Regions from separate parts of the Macaca mulatta genome. Here region 2 is linked to region 1. A link is a contact called in public Hi-C data. All regions are on one chromosome and are shown on one strand. The core of a region is the stretch at or near the end of the contact, and the rest is flanking DNA. Distances in the headings are between cores, read along the strand shown. Region 1 overlaps CLMP (CXADR like membrane protein). Region 2 has its middle 61 kb from the start of CLMP.

Region 1 (2,771 bases), core at 98-2,597:
TAGAGGATAAAACTTTAGTCTTAACTGACTGTAGGCAACAGTCATCTGAGAAAAAGTCCCTTCTAGCAGAGATGAGCAGGGGAAGAGAACTAACACTTTAGTGGGAGACTACTATGTGCTTTCACGGTGCTAGCTGCTTTCCTCAGTGTCTTCTTTAATTCCCATTTTGCAGATGGAAACATTAAGGCCCAGAAGGTAATTGTCTCAAGCTCCCAGAGGTCCTTTGATAAGTGCCTGAGGTGCATGCAAAAGCTCCCACTTAAGGAGCTGAGGCGGGCTGATCACCTGAGGTCAGGAGTTTGAAACCAGCCTGGTCAACACGGTGAAACCCTGTCTCTACTAAAAATACAAAAATTAGCCAGGCATAGTGGCGCACGCCTATAATCCCCGCTACTCAGGAGGCTGAGGCACAAGAATCAGTTGAACCTGGGAGGCAGAGGTTGCAGTGAGCCGAGATTGCGCGACTGCACTCTAGCCTGGGCAACAGAGTGAGACTCTGTCTTAAAAAAAAAAAAAAGAGAGAGAACCCAGGCCCCTCTCTGCTTAGGTGGGTTAAAAAAAGAAAAAAAAGGCCGGGCGCGGTGGCTCAAGCCTGTAATCCCAGCACTTTGGGAGGCCGAGACGGGCGGATTACGAGGCCAGGAGATCGAGACCATCCTGGCTAACACAGTGAAACCCCGTCTCTACTAAAAAAATACAAAAAACTAGCCGGGCGAGGTGGCGGGCGCCTGTAGTCCCAGCTACTCGGGAGGCTGAGGCAGGAGAATGACGTAAACCCGGGAGGCGGAGCTTGCAGTGAGCTGAGATCCGGCCACTGTACTCCAGCCCCGGCGACAGAGTGAGACTCCGTCTCAAAAAAAAAAAAAAAAAAGAAAAAAAAAAGTACAGAAGATCCTTTGGGCAATGTGAAAAAATGTAAAAGATTTAATGTGAAAAAGAAAGAAAGAAAGAAAGGAAAGAAAGGAAAGAAAGGAAGAAAGGAGGAAAGAAAGAAAGGAAGGAAGGAAGGAAGGAAGGAAGGAAGGAAGGAAGGAAGGAAGGAAGGAAGGAAGGAAGAAAGAAAGAAAGAAAGAAAGAAAGAAAGAAAGAAAGAAAGAAAGAAAGAAAGAAAGAAAGAAAGAAAGAAAGAAAGAAAGAAAAGGACAGAAGGAGAAGGACCTTAGAAATCTGTAGAAATCGCAGTGGCCTCCTGGAGTCTAACCAACTGAAGTTCAAGGAAGACTAGAAGTGTATGCGCCCCGATCTCGTGGCTCCCTGCCTTGATAAAGCCATTTGTATTCACCGAGGGGCTCCTCCCTGCACTGCTGTATTTAATTCTGGATATGGTATAAATAGGACTTGGCTGACTGTCAAAGCACACCCACCACAATGTTCCGGTCTTTTTGGGACATCAACCGAATCTGAGCCTTTGATTCCCTCTAGTGGCTTAAATTGGCAACTTTTGTAGCTGGCTTTTGGCATTTGTTATTGAATGTTTAAGTATCTATTGTATGCACTAAATTGGTGCTGGGTTCTCTAGCTCTGCCTGGAGTGTAGGGCACTGGTTTCATTTGAGCATTTTTGTGTCCAGTGGAAAGTGATCAGGGTTAAGCCAGAGCTCGTTCTTACAAAGCTCCTTCTTACAAAGCTTAGCTTAGTATAGTGCAAACCAGTGAATTTCCCAGCTGTTCTAAAGCTGCTTTATTGTAATTCTGGGAGGATGGGTTATTATATGGATTATTTCTGCCACTAAACGAGTTGTAGGACCTTGCGCTGTCTCTTTTACCCCTGGGTCTTAGTTTGTTCATTGGTAAAAATGAGCATGTGGGTTACACTCAAATAAATTCAACAAATATTAATTGAACACTTGCAGTGTGAGACCCTGGGCTGAGTACTATGGGAAGGCAGTAATGAATGGTACTTGATCTCAAGGAGCTTACAGGATAATGGGAGAACCAGATATCCTGGAAGCCACATAAAACTGGGCAGGAGGAGGCTGGGCATGGTAGCTCACACCTGTAATTCCAGCACTTTGGGAGGCTGAGGCTGTTGGATCACTTGAGGCCAAGAGTTCGAGACCAGCCTGACCAACATGGTGAAATCCTGTCTCTACTAAAAATACAAAAAAAAAAAAAAAAAAAAAAAGGCACGTTGGCACATGCCAGTAATCCTAGCTACTTGGGAGGCTAAGGCAGGAGAATCACTGGAACCTGGGAGGCAGAGGTTGCAGTGAGAGGAGATTGCGCCACTGCGCTCCAGCCTGGGTGACAGAGCAAGACTGTCTCAAAAAAACAAAAAAAAAAAAACAAAAAAAAACCTGGCTGGGCACGGTGGCCCTCGCCTGTAATCGCATCACTTTGGGAGGCTGAAGTGGGCAGATATCACAAGGTCAAGAGATTGAGACCATCTTGTCCAACATGGTAAAACCCTGTTTCTACTAAAAATACAAAAATTAGCTGCGTGTGATGGCTTGTGCCTGTAGTCCTAGTTACTTGGGAGGCTGAGGCAGGAGAATCGCTTGAACCAGGGAATCGGAGGCTGCACTGAGCCAAAATCGTGCCACTGCACTCCAGCCTGGCGACAGAGAGACACTCTGTCAAAAGAAAAGAAAAGAAAAGAAAAGAAAAAAAAACCTGGAAAGATAGCTCCAAGGGCCAATCTGAGGTTCTACAATAGTGGTGTTATTTGCAGGAATAACTAGGGAAGTTACATACCTTTTTTTTTTTTTTTAGAGACAGGGTCTTACTCTGTCACCCATGCTGGAGTGCAGTGGTGCAATCATGGCTCACTAC
Region 2 (2,771 bases), core at 161-2,660, 150 kb before region 1:
CCGCAAGAGGAGAAGAGATAAGGAGAATTACAAGTGTTGATCTGCAATGAATTAATGAATTTAATGAATTTAGTTTTCACATGATGGTTAATGTTTCTTTTTTTTTTTTTTTGAGATGGAGTCTTCCTCTGTCGCCCAGGCTGGAGTGCAGTGACACAATCTTGGCTCACCGCAAGCTCCGCCTCCCAGGTTCTAACGATTCTCCTGCCTCAGCCTCCCCAGTAGCTGGGATTACAGGCATGTGCCACCACACCTGGCTAATTTTGTATTTTTAGTAGAGACAGGATTTCTCCATGTTGGTCAGGCTGGTCTCGAACTCCTGACCTCAGGTGATCCGCCAGCCTCGGCCTCCCAAAGTGCTGGGATTACAGGCGTGAGCCACCAGGCCCAGCCAGTGGTTGATGTTTCTTTCCAGGGCCTCTGGGCAGGCCAGCTCACAGGGATGAATTTAACCCTGCTGTCGATTTAGATGGAGAGGCCTCGTGATCAGACTAGAGATTTTTCAACATTATGAGACTCTGATGAATAAAATCGTTTCCCCCTTCATTTCAGTTCGATTCCTCTTGTGAGCCAGGATGGGGACTAGGAGGATGACTCTCTTCAGTTCAACATGAAAAAGCAGAATTGAAATGGGTGGCTTTGTGCCCAGGTTTTGCACTGAGACCTCAGCCTGTGCAAAGTGGAGATCCTCTTCCATCTTCCCCAGCCTGCTTCTCTCCTGTGGGAATGCGGATCACTTCCCAATCTTAGTGGGAACTTCATGGAGGCCACGATGCATGCTGCTGCCCTAATGGGAAATCTGGTCACTCTCGCCTTACCCCATACTTCCAATTCATTAACAAGTTCAGCTCCTTCTGCCTCGTAAAGCTATTTCTCACATCCAATCTCTGCTCTCCTGCCCTTAGTTTTTTTTTTTTTGTTTTGTTTTTTGGAGACAGAGTCTGGCTCTCTGTTGCCCAGGCTGGAGTGCAGTGGCACGATCTCAGCTCACTGCAACCTCTGCCTCCCAGCTAGCTGGGATTACAAGCACACACCACCATGCCCTGCTAATTTCTTTGTGTGTGTATTTTTAGTAGAGATGGAGTTTTGTCACGTTGGCCAGGCTGGTCTCAAACTCTTGATCTGAAGTGATCCCTTTTATCACTTTGTACCCTCCGAAGGCACTCCCACCCCCAGTCTTTCTATCCTCTCACTCAAATCCACTAGAAAATGCATATTCTGAGATGTCTCAGGCCTAAGTTCCTCTGAGACCTCATTTTGACTCCCTTCCAACTTGCTCAGATAACCACTGCAATTGCGCAGATGTTAGGTGAAACCCTTCAATTAACTGCCTTTCATTCCAAGAGTCAGGACATTTCAAATGGGTGGAGTAAGAGTTCCTGCAGTTGTCATGGCAACGACAGCCAGCCCGAGGCCCTGTGTTCTCCTCTGCCAAGCCCCACACACAACGCTCACACCCTTCACCCAATAGGTCCTAATCCATCATGGTTTCTTTGATAGTTTTCAGCCAAAAGTCCTGTGGTAGTGACAGACTTGGAAGTGAATAATACCAGGATAAAAAGCAGAGGTTATATAACTCTGGGTAAAACAGGCCCCTCTCATTAGTACAAAATTTGAGACTCAAGCAAGAATTCACCACTTTCCTGAGAGATATTTGGCAGAGACAGGAACATTGGTGGCTTTTGCTCTCCTTAACCCCTTTAAGCTAAAGCCACTGATGGCCCATCTCCCACCAACTGTTTTCTCTGCCTTCCAATTCCCTGAATAAATCTGTATCTAGCTGGAGCTTTACCCACAGACTCAGACCTGCCTGGGCCAGAACAAGGGTCAAAGTCAAAGAACAGGGGAGGCCAGGCACGGGGGCTCACGCCTGTAATCCCAGCGCTTTGGGAGGCTGAGGCAGGCGGATCACTTGAGGTCAGGAGTTTGAGATCAGCCTGGCCCACATGGTGAAACCCCGTCTGTACTAAAAATACAAAAATTAGCTGGGCGTGGTGGCGGGTGCCTGTAATTCTAGCTACTCAGGAGGCTGAGGCAGAAGAATCACTTGAACCCAGAGGCAGAGGTTGCAGTGAGCCAAGATTGCACCACTGCATTCTAGCCTGGGTAACAGAGTAAGACTTCGTCTCAAAAAAAAAAAAAAAAAATCATTGTTTAGAGGAAAAGACAGATATGAAAAGAGATTGAGGATCTAGATGGAAGGGGCAGGAACCACCAGAGTGAAGTTTCCATATTTGAGACAATCACTACTTGGTACTTTCCGATATGGGGACTTGTTTAATCTTCATAACAACGTAGTCAAATAGTTATGTCTCCATTTAACAGATCAAATAACCGAGGAAGAGAGCTTAAATCACTTGCCAAGCCACATAGCTATTAAGTGGCAGACCTGGGTCTCAAACAAGTCTTCATTTCCAAATCCTTGGGTTGCCTTTACCAACCATACCATTCTGCCTGCAACACATTCACAGGCACCCACTCAGCTTAATTTCATCTGTCCAGAAAGCTCTGCCCATGCCCTTGGCCTGCATTCCCATCCTCACGTTCCCAGACACACCTCACCAATTATCATTATTTTCCCTTGCCACACATAGGCAATGCAGAATTGTTAGGCAGAAACAGACCAAAGCCCCCGCAGCGTGGTGGCTCACACCTGTAATCCCAGCGCTTTGAGAGGCCAAGGTGGGAGGGTTGCTTGAAGCCAAAAAGTTTGAGACCAGCCTGGTCAACACAGCAAGACCCTATCTCTACAAAAAAATTTAAAACTTAGC

The links. Hi-C and Micro-C count contacts between places; a contact is called where the count stands out from the background.
Region 2: a contact with region 1 is called in a Hi-C map of fetal cortex germinal zone, with 2.7 times the contacts expected there. The contact joins two enhancer-like sites. A contact is called at or near these places in 8 of 14 Hi-C or Micro-C datasets (CD4 T cells, blood, cortical neurons and 4 more).

The regions. Positions count from the first base shown.
Region 1 is chr14:123,705,972-123,708,742 of T2T-MMU8v2.0, reverse strand. The region is part of intron 1 of CLMP (CXADR like membrane protein); the gene reads left to right. Among named protein-coding and RNA genes, the nearest start is that of HSPA8, 41 kb to the right of the region's middle. Within about 2 kb of position 1,347, at least 12 of the 40 cell types and tissues checked have an H3K27ac peak or open chromatin away from gene starts, as enhancers often do. A contact at or near this core is called in fetal cortex germinal zone, where this site is marked.
Region 2 is chr14:123,859,775-123,862,545 of T2T-MMU8v2.0, reverse strand. No RefSeq gene overlaps it. Among named protein-coding and RNA genes, the nearest start is that of CLMP, 61 kb to the right of the region's middle. Within about 2 kb of position 1,410, at least 4 of the 40 cell types and tissues checked have an H3K27ac peak or open chromatin away from gene starts, as enhancers often do. A contact at or near this core is called in fetal cortex germinal zone, where this site is marked.